Linked DNA regions of Sus scrofa: regions 2 and 3 are each linked to region 1. A link is a contact called in public Hi-C and HiChIP or PLAC-seq data. All regions are on one chromosome and are shown on one strand. Each heading gives the region's core, a stretch centred on a gene start, on an enhancer-like site or on the middle of the called end of the contact. The rest is flanking DNA. Distances are from core to core; before and after follow the strand shown.

Evidence for each region. A called contact is a pair of places that touch in the nucleus more often than the background predicts. HiChIP or PLAC-seq counts read pairs in DNA pulled down with a chosen protein or histone mark.
Region 2: a contact with region 1 is called in a Hi-C map of embryonic fibroblasts, with 1.8 times the contacts expected there. The contact joins the promoter of LOC110261070 here to the promoter of ZNF667 in region 1. A contact is called at or near these places in 4 of 47 Hi-C or Micro-C datasets (alveolar macrophages, embryonic fibroblasts, epiblast stem cells and 1 more) and 2 of 2 datasets of contacts at active chromatin or transcription factors (alveolar macrophages and skeletal muscle).
Region 3: a contact with region 1 is called in an H3K27ac HiChIP or PLAC-seq map of alveolar macrophages. The contact joins the promoter of ZNF582 here to the promoter of ZNF667 in region 1. A contact is called at or near these places in 5 of 47 Hi-C or Micro-C datasets (embryonic fibroblasts, heart right ventricle, liver and 1 more) and 2 of 2 datasets of contacts at active chromatin or transcription factors (alveolar macrophages and skeletal muscle).

What each region holds. Positions count from the first base shown.
Region 1 is chr6:60,636,303-60,641,208 of Sscrofa11.1, reverse strand. ZNF667 (zinc finger protein 667) reads right to left here and starts at 2,461. Exons shown (of 9, transcript XR_002344829.1): 1 at 2,204-2,461.
Region 2 is chr6:60,757,368-60,762,273 of Sscrofa11.1, reverse strand. LOC110261070 reads left to right here and starts at 2,979. Exons shown (of 4, transcript XM_021095123.1): 1 at 2,979-3,319; 2 at 4,380-4,461. The coding sequence starts at 3,085. LOC100623035 (zinc finger protein OZF) reads right to left here and starts at 2,861. Exons shown (of 4, transcript XM_013998844.2): 1 at 2,668-2,861.
Region 3 is chr6:60,718,435-60,723,340 of Sscrofa11.1, reverse strand. It overlaps ZNF582 (zinc finger protein 582), which reads right to left and starts at 2,296. Exons shown (of 5, transcript XM_021095108.1): 1 at 1,774-2,296. It overlaps ZNF583 (zinc finger protein 583), which reads left to right and starts at 2,046. Exons shown (of 4, transcript XM_021095099.1): 1 at 2,046-2,141.

The DNA of each region.
Region 1 (4,906 bases), core at 1,212-3,711:
GGATTCCAAGGAGTCATTGAAGGTGGACATTCCTGGCTTGGGAGCTGACTGACTTGCCCATGGCTGGAGGAAAGCTGGTTTAGACAGACACAAAGATGTCACCAGACCCCTGTGTTATCATGAAATACCCCTTCTCTGTCCCTGACACTTCCCAGCTTGGGTCTTGAACCCATGGGTGCCCTTGTGATATCGCCATCCAGGAAAACCCTCTGTCCCTGACTTCCTAGGACGTTGACTAGAAAATTCCAAACCTAAGACTGACTCAGACTTTAGGGTTATTTCATCTCTTGACTGAAACCTTTTCTTTAGGGCTCCACTTTTTACTTTTATTCCTGTGGATTTTATTCTCTGGTGTGGAATCCTTGCAGTTATTTTGTTAATAATAAAGCAATTATCATTTATATACTGCTTGTATCTGGCGCTCTTCCTCTCAACACTCCCCACAAGCCTAAGACTGGTACTATTATTATCCTCATTTTGCAGGTGAAAAGAGGGGCAGCAATTTAAGTGACCTCTCCCAACGTCACTAGTAAGTGATGGAACCAGAAGTCCCAGAATCCCACAGGTTGCACAAATTAGGAAGCGGACACACACCCATATGCAGCCAAAGACTTAAGAGACCAGGGCCGACTCCGCCCTCCCTTCAAATGCACGCAGAAATAGCCAACTAGGAGCAGCTGGGCTGCCAGGGGCATCGCTCATCAGCTAGATGAGATCAGATCCTCAGTCTCTGGAGGCGGACCCCCCAATCGCAAAAGCTCAGAGATGCACATTCCCCCAGCATTCACCCCGGCGCTCCCACCCCCGCACCAGAACAAGGAAACACGACCACCAGCACGACGAACACACAGCACCTAGACGAGGCCTGGAGAGTGTCAAGCTCTGCCCTGGGTGCTTAACCCACGTTACGCAATTTAATCTTTCCAACATCGAGGCTGGTGCTGTTCTCATCCTATTTTACCGAGAGAGAGAGCCTCTCAGGATCGCAAGCATAATCCCTTTCCTGGAGCTGGTACACCTGTAGAGCCGCTCAGAATCCTCTCCAAGGGGACCTCCCCCCCGCCTTCCACGGTTAGGAGGAGAGACCTCGGGACAGCACAGTCACACGCTGCCACACACTCACAACCGCCCACTCGCAGTCGTACAGCACCTGGTCAAATTACGCAGCCACTGCAGCTGCGAGGCAAGACCACCTACGTCACTCTCTCCCCCTCACACACACACGCACGAACGCGCCCCAATAACACAAATTCAGAGCCACACTCACGCACCCACTCCCAGCCCCCAGCGCTTCTTCCCCCGCCCCACAGGCGCAGTCCCTTGTTCCTCACGCACCACAGACCTCGCGGTGGAAAGGTACGCGGTCCCGAGGCCCGCTCCCGTCACCACACGGGCCGGCTCCGTCACACACACACACACACAAAACGCGGAGACGCCGCCGCACGGTGCAGTCAGTCACTCACCTCACACCCTCAACACACAACCAGACGCAGCCCCACAGGCGGTCACGGGCGGAAAACGCCAGGCAGCTGCGGGCGCGGAGTCTCACCACCTCACACCCACACCCCACACCCACACTCACCCTTTCCCCGTCCTCCCGCGTCGTGTCCTCGCGGCACCCACCCGCTCAGCTCCGCGCGTCCCCCGCGCCTGCGCACTCGCCTCCGCGAGCCGGGAGTCGCGCTGGCTGGCCCCGCCCCCTCGCGCGCGGGACACGTCGGCGGGCCAAGGCCCCGCCCCTAAGGCGTCCCCGAGAGGGCGAGGCCCCGCCTCTAAACAAAGCCACGCGGCGCGCAGGCGCTCGCTCGCTTCTCCGGGGACCTTTCCACGGTCACGGGCCTGAGGCCCCACCCCTCTACACGCAACGGTGTACGCAGGCACGCTCATCCAGTCAGAGCCGCTCTTGGGGCGCCGCCGCACGCGCGCCGGCCCGAAGCCCCTTCCCTGCACCAAGTCACGCAGCTCTCCGGCCCTGCTATTCTGCTTGGGGCTGTCTGGGGGCCCCACCTGTAACTGTGCTTGTGAAATCACGTAGAAGTATGAAGCTGCTGGGGCCCTTCCTTGATCCCTTCAGCTAAACCCAGCTCCCCCAGCTCGCCGCCCTCGGCATTCAACACCTACACGTCTCCGTCCGGGAGCGTTTCTCCCCAAAACCCCTCCCCTTTTGTGCCCGGAGCTCAGAGGGATCTGGAGCAGGGCTCACCCGCGGGTGGTAATGCGCGCGCTCGTGCGTGTGCACTGCGAGTTCAGGCTGCAATTCCCAGAAGCCTCCGGGACGTGGCGCGGTTCTGGACCGCCGCGCCTGGATCGTGAAGTTGAGGCGTCCTGGCCCGCGCTGGCTCTGATTTGTCCCGTCTGGAGGAGAACTGACCGCGGAAAAAGGCAGAGGGATGTTCCCCTAGGCTAGGAGTGAGATTTCGCTTGCGCGTTCACTGAACGAACAGCCCCAGAATCCTTTGCGCGGCGCCTTTCTGGGCCCCAGACTACATCCCCCAGGAGCCTCTGCGGCTCGTTTCCGCCCCGGGCGAGGACGCGGGCGCCCTCCTGTGGCCGCTTAGGTGACCGCGAGTCTGTGGGAGGAGCCCGGAGGTGAGAGGCAGCCTCTATCCCCTGGGCTTTCGGGTTCTGGGTTGTGATTTTGCGTTTGTGTTTGTGAGGCTCAGGTTTTGTTATTGTGTATGTGTGTGAGCATGAATCATTGTTCGAGAACGTGTGTGTGTTGGAAACCAAAGACAGTGAATGTGGGTAGAAGTTACTGTTTCTGGAATTGTATGTTCGTATTTGTATGTGTGTGACCCGGTTTTTGTGGTTGTGTACCCTTGTATTTTGCGTGTGTGTGAGAAACCTAGCTTTTGTGGTTGGTACGTATGTGTGGAAACTTACTTTGAATGCGTGTGCTCACGCACCTTGATGTACTTTGCGCGGTGGCAGAGCTGAGCACTTGCAACAGAATTGGCTCACGGAGCTTAAAATACTGACTATAGATTCCACTTGCGTGTGTGTGTGTGTGTGTGTGTGTTGGAGACCAAAGATAATGAAGGCGTGTAGAGTAGCTACCGTTAGTGTAAATGTGTACTTGTATGTGTGTGGCTCAGTTTTTGCGGCTGTGCTTGCATTTGGAAAACCATCTGTGTGTGTGTATGTGAGTGCATGTGGAGAGACCCAGTTTTTGCGTTTTTATAGGTGCGTGTGAGTATATGTAATTCTTATTACACTTCCAGTGTGATGCTGCTATTTCAGTCCCCCCTCCCCACCATCAAGAAGTTTTCTGGTAGCAGCTGGGTGTCCTACAATTCAACAGAATTCTAACACTAGCTGGCAAGAGCATCAGAACCCTTAGGTTAAGGCCTGGGTCCCCAAGACTGCCCCCAACCCCCACATCAGAGGCCAGTCCCAAGTCTAGATATCACCTGTGCTTCTGACTGACCCCTCTAGGCCCAAGGACTCTTCTCTGGGTTTCATTAATTTGCTAGAGTGGCTCACAGAACTCAGAGAAATGTTTTACTCACTAGATCACCACTGGCTTTTTATAAAAGGATGTAACTCAGGAACTGCCAGATGGAAGAAGAGGACAAGCCACTTGGGAAGAGACGTGGAGCGTCCATGCTTGCCACTCTTGCTTCACCAACCGGGAAGCTCTCCCAACTCCATCTTTGGAGTTTTTAATGGAGGCTTCATTACTTTGGTCTGATTGCTTAAACCGATGGCTTTTTAGTGATGGAACTCAGTTTCCAGCCCCTCTTCCCTCCCTGGAGCTCTGGGGATGGGACCGAGGCTTCAGTTTTCTAATCCTTTGGTTCGTTCCCTTGGCAACCAGTTCCGAGCCCATTCATCTCACTAACATAACAAAAGGCACTTTGGCAGGACTCCTCAGGAGGGAAATTCCAAGGGATTGTGGGGCTCTGTGCCTGGAAATGACAAAGCACACGTACATATTTCTTCTTACAAATCACAATATCGTATGTGGTGGGGGATGGGGGCGGGATCCAGGGCTGCCTGCTTTGCCCACTTCTTAGGTCCCATTTTTTTGGCATGAATTAAATTTTTTGTCTTTCTCCTGTTAATGTCTTGTGTCAGTTTTATTAGTCCAGCCACAAGAACTTAAGCAGGATAGGAAGGAATTTCCCTCTTCCCAACAGTTTCCAGAGTCATGGAGAACACAGTCAAATAAATGACCCTTATATAGATAAGCCAATAGAAATTCAGTACAATGTTCATAAAATACAACACATTGTGATGTAAGAATATTCTGAGGCATTCCCAACGTGGCTCAGTGGTAACGAACCCGAGCAGGGCCCATGAGGTCTTGGGTTTGATCCTTGGCCTCACTCAGTGCGTCATGGATCCCGTGTTGCTCTGGCTGTGGTGTAGGCTGGCAGCTACAACTCCAATGCAACCCCTAGCCTGGGAACTTAACATATGCCTCGGGTGCAGCCATAAAAAGACCAAAAAAAGAATATTCTGATCATTCATCCACTACATCACATAAGATGGGTTGAGAGAGTTTCGCGCAGTTTAGATAAGGTGTCCTACATGATTTAAACTAAAATCTATGAAGGGTACCGATTCATAGTTATGGTCCTACGAATATTCACAGTTAGATCTTAGCGATAAATATCATATGATATCACGTATATGTGGAATCTACTAAAAAATTATGCAGGGGAGGTTATTTACAGAACAGAAGCAGACTCACAGATTTCAGAAGCAATCTTAGGGTTGCCACAGGGGAAGCATGGTGGGGAGGAAGGAATTTGAAGGATGGAAGTAACACACACACACACACCACTCTATAGAATAGATGATTAATGAGAACCTACTGTACAGCTCAGGGAAATCCACCATAGTTTGTATTGACCTATATGGGGGGGGGGAGAATGGCTGACTCACTGTGCTGTACACCTGA
Region 2 (4,906 bases), core at 1,730-4,229, 120 kb before region 1:
GCTCAGTGGGTTAACGATCCGGTGTTGCCGTGGGCTGTGGTGTAGGTCGCAGAAGCGGCTTGGATCCCAAGTTGCTGTGGCTCTGGTGTAGGCTGACAGCTACAGCTCCCATTAGACCCCTAGCCTGGGAACCTCCCATATGCCGCGGGAGCGGCCCAAGAAATGGCAAAAAGACAAAAAAAAAAAAAAAAAAAAAAAAAAGTACAGGGGTTGAAGAGTTCGTTAAATTAGAAAAAAGCCAATAGGTGAGTAAGTGATATCTTATTTTTTTTCTTTTTAGGGCCATACTCGCAGCATATGGAAGTTCCCAGGCTAGGGGTCAAATAGGAACTGCATCTGCCGGCCTATGACACAGCCACAACAATGCCAGATCCAAGCTGCATCTGCAACCCAAGCTGCAGCTGGTGGCAATGTCAGATCCTTAAACCACTGAGCGCGGCCAGGGATCAAACCCAAATCCTCACGGATTTTAGTCAGGTTCTTAACCCACTGAGCCACAATGGGAATTCAATCTTTCACCATTTTTTATTTTCATTTATTTATTTATTTTTATTATTATTATTATTTTTACTTTTTAGGGCTGCACTTGTGGCATATGTAGGTTCCCAGGCTAGGGGTCGAATCGGAACTGTAGCTGCTGGCCTTTGCCACAGTCACAGCAATGCCAGGTCTGAGCCGCATCTGCGACCTACACCTCAGCTCACAGCAATGCCGGATCCTTAATCCACTGAGTGAGGCCAGGGACTGAACATGTGTCTTCATGGATGCTAGTCAGATTCATTTCTGCTGAGCCATGACAGGAACTCCTCACCATTTTTTAAAAGCCTGAAGATACGGCAAAAAATAAAGTCGCAATCATCATCACCATCCATGTAACCCACTGATTACCCTACTGGGAAGCGGCGTATTCAGTTTTGCTATTGCCATTTGTTAAAAGTACTTTAGTCTGAATCTGCTACTCTCTTATTTCTACTTGGTTCTATTTCTAGAGCTCATAGGAAAAAAAGCTGCAATTAAATTCCTTTTACCCAGAGACACACTTTCACACTATTCTGCAATTATCTCTTCTCCAGGCAAACATACACAGGTTTTCCGATCTCTTCTCATGAGACGTAGTTTCCAGATACTCCACCATCCTGGGTTCCCCTCAAGGTATGTCCTTTGGTTCATCAAAATCCTTCATAAAACACTGCTGTCAATTTGATTTGCTAAACAAAATTTTCTGAAGGTATAATGAATGGTCAAGAGGAAGAACACTGGACACTTGAGGGGTGAATGGAAATGGGCCTATGTAACCAGAGTCCCCCCAGGAAAGCAAGAACTGCTGGAGAGTTTCTGGGTTGGGAAAAAGAATCCTCAGGTGGATCAAGGAATATATTGAGGAGAGAGAAGGCCTGCATGGTAGGCACTTTTCTCAAGGTCACTGGTTCTCTGCAGTACATTTGAACCAAGGTTATTACCCAACTCAACTGTAGTCCAATTGCCCAATGCAGAGCAAAACCAATCTATTGATACAGAGTTGTGGTGAAGGAAAGAAAGTACATTATTTATTTCAGGGCACCAAGCAAGAAGAATGGGAAGCTAATGCTCAAAAGACCCAAGCTCCCCAGTGACTTTCTGGCAGGAGTGTAAAGGCAACATTAGGGTAAAGGTGGGGGTGAACGATTTCAGCTTGTGGACATTCTTCTGATTGGCCGGTGGTGAGGTACCAGGTGTTATGTGGGGCGTCAACATCAACTTTCTGGTTCTTCTTGTCAGCATGTAGTCACCATCCTTTGCCAAGGTGGGGGTCTTAGTTTCTGCAGAACAACTCAAAGGTATGGGTCAGGTTTTTATGCGTGTCTCTTTTTTTTTTTTTTTTTTTTGTCTTTTTGCCTTTTCTAGGGCCGCTCCCGCGGCATATGGAGGTTCCCAGGCTAGGGGGTCCAATTGGAGCTGTAGCCACCAGCCTACACCAGAGCCATAGCAACTTGGGATCCAAGCCGCGTCTGCGACCTACACCACAGCTCACGGCAACGCTGGATCCTTAACCCACTGAGCAAGGCCAGGGATCGAACCACAACCTCATGGTTCCTGGTCGGATTCGTTAACCACTGAGCCACGATGGGAACTCCTATGCGTGTCTTTTGAGGAGGAACTAAGACTCACGGATTTTATCAGTGAACTACTGTCTAAACTATTACTCCTCTTCTTGCTTGACTGCTTGTCATTTGTTTCTGCATGCCCTCACTTCTGTAATTAGTAACTACTTGTACCTGCTCCTTCGGACTCTGGGAAGGCCTAAGAGACTAGAGCCTTTTTTTTCTACAAACAATAAACTGGGAACACAGCGTGAAGGCCCCGCAGGCAGGGTCAACGTGGGCCAAGGTCTCAGCACCAGGCAAACGAACCTGTTCTAGTAATACCATTTTATATATGAACGAAGTGAAGTTCCGAAAAATTAAATGATTAGCAAAAAGTCACACAGCCTTTTCAGGGCTCAGAAGAGTTGTCAGGCAACACCCAGAGATGCGAAGCAAATCCCATAGCCATACGGACAAACGACTATTCAGAACAGGCCGCCAGACACACGGATTCTGGCAGCCCGGGCACACAGGTCTCCAGCGACCACTCCCAGCTGGCACTCTCGGAAGGCCCCCTCCCCCTCCACCGACCGGGAAGTCTTACCAGGTAACCCCAAACGCTTCCGTCTCTCCAGAAATCGGCGGCGACGTACTCTATGCGCCTGCGCAGCCCGCCCTCTTCGGCTCCAGTGGACGCGAAGCCACGCCCCCCAGGGACGGAGTGCGCATGCGTGTCTGTCACTCGCGACGCCTTCCGCCCCCCAGAGACGTATCGCGCTGAGGCCGCGCCTCCACGGACACCAGTACGCAAGCGCGTCCTATTCTCCAAGACCCTCCCCTCCGGAGACCCAAGGCGGGGGAGAGGAGGCCACGCCCTTCCGAATAAAGGCTCCCAGGCTCTGGGACAAACCCAGACACGCCCAGTCCTGGACCCGCCCTTCGCTCCCGAAGTCTCAGCCCCTGGGCGAGGCCGGGATCCCACAGCTTTCTGGTCTCCGGGACAACAGTGGTGACGCTGCACATGCGCGCACGGAGGCTTCGCCACTCCCAAGAACCCCCGCGGCGTTGCGCGACGGGCGTGTCCAATCCGGCGGCACCAGCGGACCGTGGGGCGCGCCCCGGGCGCTCCCCCAGTTCTGGGGCCGGTTTCCCCGCGGCGGGGCGGCCTGAGGTTCGGCTCGCGTGGGGGCGGGGCGGCCACGGCTCGAAACCGCTCCTGCGAGGGGCGGCTCGGGAGCTCGGCCCGGCGTCCACAGGTCTGTGGGTTGGGAGGCCGCCCGAGTGGGCGAATGCGAAGTAGCCCAGGCGTGTTGAGTGTGTTGGTGTTTATGACGGAGGCTCTGTGTGTGCGACTGTGTGCGTGCGCGTGCACGGCAGCTATTATTAAACTCACCGTTATTTGTGCGTGTATTAATTTCGCCCTGAATAGGCAGCGGAGGCACTGAAACAGCCCCGTTACGTACTTGGGAACCGTTACTCAACACTGAACAGTTATGTTTTGATAGCTCTTTCTTGGAGTTTGTTCCCAGGCACGGTCGACAATAGATGGCAAGGGGGTTGAGATCCTGGTCTCCTTCAACTTGCTTCCTCCTCAGCTCCCTATTCCCGGTGTTGTGAGAGAGGGAAAGGCCATGTCCCAGGACGTGCAGTCCTTAGGTCTGAGGGCCAAGTGAGGGTCCTTGGCTCTGCGTGGGAAAGAATTCAAGAGGAAGCCATAGGAAAGCAAAAGTGAGTTTATTTAGAGAAAAACACACTCCAGGCAGAATTGACCTTCTCAGAAAGTGAGAGCCCTCCCCGGATATGGGTTTGTTTTTCATGGGCTGAGTAATTATTTCATAGGCTGAGGAGAGGGAGGAGTATTCTAGTGATTTCCAAAAAGTTGGGGATAGAGTTCCCATCGTGGCTCAGCGGAAACGAATCTCACTAGCATCCATGAGGACGCAGGTTTGATCCCTGGCCTCACTCAGTGGGTTAAGGATCCAGCCTTGCCGTGAGCTGTGGTGTAGGTTGCAGTAGCTACAGCTCAGATTCAATCCCTAGCCTGGGAACCTCCATATGCCCTGGGTGCGCCCCTAAAAAGACCGGAAAAAAAGGGGGGATATCCTAGGAAATGAGCCACTGCCCACTTTTTGGCCTTTTATGCTCTCTGCTGTAGAACTGTCAGGGTCTAAAGGGGAATGAATTTTTGTGTTATAATGAAGGTATATTGAGCTAACAATGACCAGACTATTCTTGATTTCACCCGGTTCCAGCTGTTTTTTTTTTTTTTTTTTTTTATCAAATCCTAACAGCTGCTCCCCTTCTTTATTTATCTAGATTGTGTCCTGCTGCTTTCCCTCCTGTCGCACCAGGACTCTGTGCTTCCTCTGAGAGGGCTCTGCCAAAGTGGGCCTAACAGGTGAGTTTGTTTTACCTCTGTTAACTGCACATCATATTCCTTAAGTCCTGGAAACATGTAGTCTCTTCTGGTAGAAAACAAAATTCAACGACTAAGTTTTAACTGATGTTATGCAACAGTTTGTGAATTGGGCTGCATCTCATCTGACAGCTGGAGGGGCACTCCGGGGAGCGGTTTATTGGAAGGCTTTTATGGAAACAAGGGTGAGCTAAGGAAATCATTATCTAGAAAGAGAGAGAGAGGAAGAAATATTGATTGATTGATTGACTGGTTGTTTGTTTGGGGCCAGGTTCTTTTGGTGGGGAAGGAAAGGCACATGTTTTATGCAGATTGCTTCTTCTGGTTGGGGGGTGGGTAGAGAGGACCCATGTGACAAATTACCTCAGTGGTGATGCCCAGAACATTTCAAACTTGTCGATTTAAGATTATGTTTTTGGGGAAAGAT
Region 3 (4,906 bases), core at 1,047-3,546, 82 kb before region 1:
CAAACTCTGGCCGTTACTCAGCTCCACCTTGTTACTGATGCAAATCTGAGCTAGGGATGCTCAGACGTGGTCCCGTTACGGAGACGTGGTGTCCCTGGGAGAAGGAAGGCTGTCCTCAGTCCTGGGAGCACAGCCTGCCTGAGATGCATCAGCCCGGCCCGCAGTGAAACCTTCCCAGATATTTAACTCTCATGTCCTCAGTATAACACCTTTGAAAGTCTCCTTGGCTTTTAACCTAACTTCCAAATTCTCAAAGAACCCCACAGCCCAACTCAAGGCCTTGTGGACACGATTTTGTGGACCCTGCCTCGAGCCAACGAATGGCGGCAGTGGGCGAATTAGATGGAGTAGGCCCAGTGCTCCACTCTCGTCACATAAAGACGGCCCTGCACAAATGTGACAGCAAAGCTATGTGCATAATATTTGCTAAAAAACTGAACCAAAAAGTTAATACATTTCACAGGTAGGCAAGTGGTTGAATCATTTTTGACACAGCCATATGATGGATGCCAAGCAACTATCAAAAATGATGTGGTTGACAATATCAGCTGACAAAGATATTCACAATGGAGCCCTTTGTACAAGAAAACATGCAGCAAAAGAAGTGAAACCCAGAGTTCCCACTGTGGCACAGTGGGCTAAGAACCTGACTGCAGCACCCCCACCTCCCCATCCTGAAGTGTTGAAAGATCCTGTGGTTGCCATTGTGCAGGTCACACCCCTAGTTTGGATTCAGTCCCTAGCCCAGGAACTTCCATATGCCAAGAGTGCGGCCATAAAACAAAAGCAACAACAAAAAGACGTCAAACCCACCCATGCCCAGGCTAACTGCCCCTCCTCCCCAACGAAACCAAAACCAGAATGGAAAACATTGAGTATTAAGATGTATTGAGTATTAAGATGCGGAGGCTCATTTCATAAAAACTTAGAGTGCCTGGAGTGTTACAAATATTTAATTCTAAGTAGTGTGTAAATGAAATAATGATAAATGTTTCCTAATAGCACATAACAGGTCTTTTTCCTCGTGACCACTTTTTTTTTTAAGCATTATATGTATCAGCTGTAAATATTCTATTATAGGGCTGGCCTGTGATTTACCCAACCGTTTCCCCAAGGTTGAACAAATTTTGAACAAGATCCGGTAAAATGTTCAAACATGTCACAGCTTCTAAACTAGCCGTTCCGGAGTTCCCGTCATGGCTCGGTGATTAACCAACCCGACTAGTATCCTGAGGATGGGGGTTTGATCCCTGGCCTTGCTCATTGGGTTAAGGATTTGGCGTTGCCCTGAGCTGGGGCGTAGGTCGCAGTAGCGGCTGGGATCTGGCGTGGCTGTGGCTGTAGGCCGGCAGTTACAGATCGGATTAAACCCCTAGTCTGGGAACCTCACTATGCTGCGGAATAAACTAGTGGTTCCAAATCTTCTGGGGTCTTGCAACTCACTTCGTCAAAGATTTAAAAAAAAAAAAAACAACTACGTTAAGAATAAATGCAAAACATCCATAAGCAAGCATTTTCTGGAGTTCAGGACCCTCCAAGAGACACACCCACCTTAGGGATCCATGCACCCGGGCTATGAGCTCGACTGCAGGTAGGGGGCGCCAGCAGGGCGCGCTGCGGGGGCCGATGGGAAATGTAGTCCAGAGCGAGGAAAGCCGCTGACTTACGTGGGGGTAAGACGTTCCGGTTCTGCTTAAGCCCGAGACCTGCCTGGTCGTGGAGCTCGCTCCCGCGCGGATCCTACAACACCTGGCGAGCTCCGGAGCCCCTCACCTGCCGCCTCTTTGGATCCAGATGCCCCCGCTGCCGCGCCCACTCTAGCCTCGGGGCGCTTCCTCCTAGAAACCAGCGGAGTCGGGAGCCGGAAGATGGCGCAGACGCACAAAGCACCGCCGATGCTGCGTCCCGATTGGAACAGCGCCGCAGTTGCTTCTGGGAAACGTAGTCTCCAGGCCCAAAGGCAGTAACCAAACCGCAAGGCAAGATCTCGCGATGTTTCTGGTGGGCGGGTCCGTGCGTGTGTCTGTGTGTGAGAGAAAGAGACCGTCTGGGATGGGACGGGGTGCGCTGTGTCCACAGGCTGCTGCGTGAAGTTGTGTGTTGCGCTTGTTGTCCGCGCGTGGTCGTCTCTCCGACGGCAGGTGAGTGTGTGAGCGGCCGTGGTGGTGCGTGTTCTGACTCGGTGGTTGAGTGTGTGGCTGGGACCGTTCAGCGCCGGGCAGACGTCTGTGTGTGGCTGCAGAGGCGGTATATGTGCGAAGTTTCTTCTCACGTGTTGAGTCGTCCGGACCGTGCAGCAGGCATTTTACCAGATGTTCTGGAGGGAGGTAAAAGCCCTGGAGTTGGTTCCGTAACCAATTTTACAACATCTTGCACAAGAGTTCCCTCGCTGTGGCGAGGCGAGTTGAGTCCCACGGCGTGGCTGGGGTCGCCGTGGAGGCGCCGGGTCGATCCCTGCCCGGTGCAGTGGGTTAAGGAATTCTGCGCGGCGGCTCGGGCGGTATAGGTCTCGGCCGCGGTGGAGTTTCAGTCCCAGTCCCAGTCCCAGGAAACTCCACATGCCCCCAGAGCGGCCAAGAAGTCTATGATGGTAGCTGGGGTATTAGTCCATGAGTTGTCAGCTAGGAGAGAAAGCCTGGAAATATTAAACAGAGAAGCAGACTGTATGATAAGGGTAGCAAGTCATTGGGATAAAAATGGACTTTTTTGTGTGTATCTTTTTAGGGCCGCACCTGAAGCATATGGAAGTTCCCAGGCTAGGAGTCGAATAGGAGCTACAGCCTCTGGCCTGCGCCACAGCCACAGCAAGGCAGGCTCCAAGCCGCCTCTGCGACCTACACCACAGCTCATGGTAACACAGGAGCCCTAACCCACTGAGCAAGGCCAGGGATCGAACACGTGTCCTCATGGATACTGGTTGGGTTCCTTAACCGCTGAGCCACCACAGAAACTCCAGAAATGGACTTCTTAATGAGCAACCCTGAGGAATAACTGGATAACCATTGGGGAAAAAATTAAAGTGTATTCATGCTTCATATCATACAAAAGTATAATCACCAACTTTATCAGAGTTCTAAATTAAACCGTACAAATAGCAGACAAGTACAGAGGTGAATTCCATTATAACCTGAGTGTGTGGAAAGGCTTTCTAATTACGACTTAAAAATCCAAACTTAATACAAGAAAAGACTGCTACACTTGGGAACACAAAGCTAAAGCACTTTGTAAGGCAAAATACACCATAAGCAAAGGCAAAAGAAAAATGACAAAAGTTTTTACAACTTTATATATCTCAGATAAGGAGCCTATATTTCTATTGTATAAAGACAAAAAGCCAAAAAAAAAAAAATGCAAGCAATCCCTAAACTCAACTTTGTAGGTTCTTTTTCATAATAGCAGTGATTTGGAAACTATTTTGTATGCATCATAGGATTGAGAAAACAAATAAATATATTGATTTGTTGGAAGCCAGTGTTTTACTATGGGAAAAGAGTGAGTGGATGATGGAAGGTAGGGAAGAATCCTGTGGTATTAGATTCGTGTGAACTCATGGTTAAAAATGTGTGTGGAGTTCCTGCCGGGGCGCAGTAGGTTAAAAGGATCCAGGCGGGTTGCAGCTGTGGCTTGGATTCAGTCCCTGGCCCTGGAACTTCCATATGTTGTGGGTGTGGTCATAAAATTTTTTTTTTTTAAGTGTGTTTGTTTCCCTCACTAGATCAATGTTAACATCCATAGTGAGGGCACAGTGATTGCATGTACCCTTGATAAGATGTGGTGAAAATGACATTTTACCTCTGTGGTCTTCCTCTCCAGAACACATAATCCCAGTGTAATGGCAGAATATCAGACACGCTAATTCAGGGCCATTTGAAAAAATATCTGCCCTGAACTCCTTAAAACTGTTAAGGTCAATGAAAACAAGAAAAGTCAGAGAAATGGTCACAACTAAAAGGAACCTAAGGGGAGACAACTACTAAAAACAATGTATCCCGGATGAGATCCTGGAACAGAAAAAGTGTGGACTTTAGTTAATAGTAATGTATTCATGTTGGTTCATTAATTGTAAAAAATGTGTGCTAGTCGTGGAGGAAAGTGGGTGCAGGGAATATAGGAACCCTCTGTACTATCTTTGCAGTTTTTCTGTAACTCAAAAACTTGTAAAGTAAAAAAATTAGTCTTGTTATTTTTTAAAAAGTATCTGTGTTTTTATGTTTTCTACTCTATTTGTTGAATGGGCCCTGGGAGCAGTGATGCCCCAGTATCAATAAGCATACCTAAGTATCCAGACCTTGGTCTCTAAATACCATTTTCTAATAAAAGGAATCAAAGTTTCTTGGGGAAATGGCTGATTCTAGGACAGTGGCAGGGAAAGTACTAGATGAGTATGGAATATCTTCTTGTGCCAAAAAGTAGGGAAATGCTCAAAAAAATATGGAGGATTCCCTGCTTACACCTGTGCCGGTATAAGAGAACTAAACTTGCTATCCCACTCTATAAACGGAAAACTAGATAATACTTGTCTTTTCAGATATTGGACAACTGGTAGTGCAAGACTTTGATCCTTGAGAGAAGGGAGAATAAATGAGATACTACAGTTGCTGTGGCCTTTTCTCACTTGAAGGCATAGTTGAGACAATGTAGGAAGGAGGAGCCCAAGAAGAGCACAGCAGATTTGCTAAAGTGAGACAACAGAGCTTGGGGAAACTCAAGTAACTAGAATTTGATGAGCAGAGTGTGGGAGTGGAAGGAGATACTCAGAGAAAGAGCTCCAGAAATAGTCATAGGAGTCTCCTTGAATTTTTGGTGGTAAGCTAAGGTGCACATATATCTATTTGAAGTGAATTTCTAAAACAGGCAAAACTATATGATGGACAGTAGATCAGTGGTTGCTTTGGTCCAGGGGTCT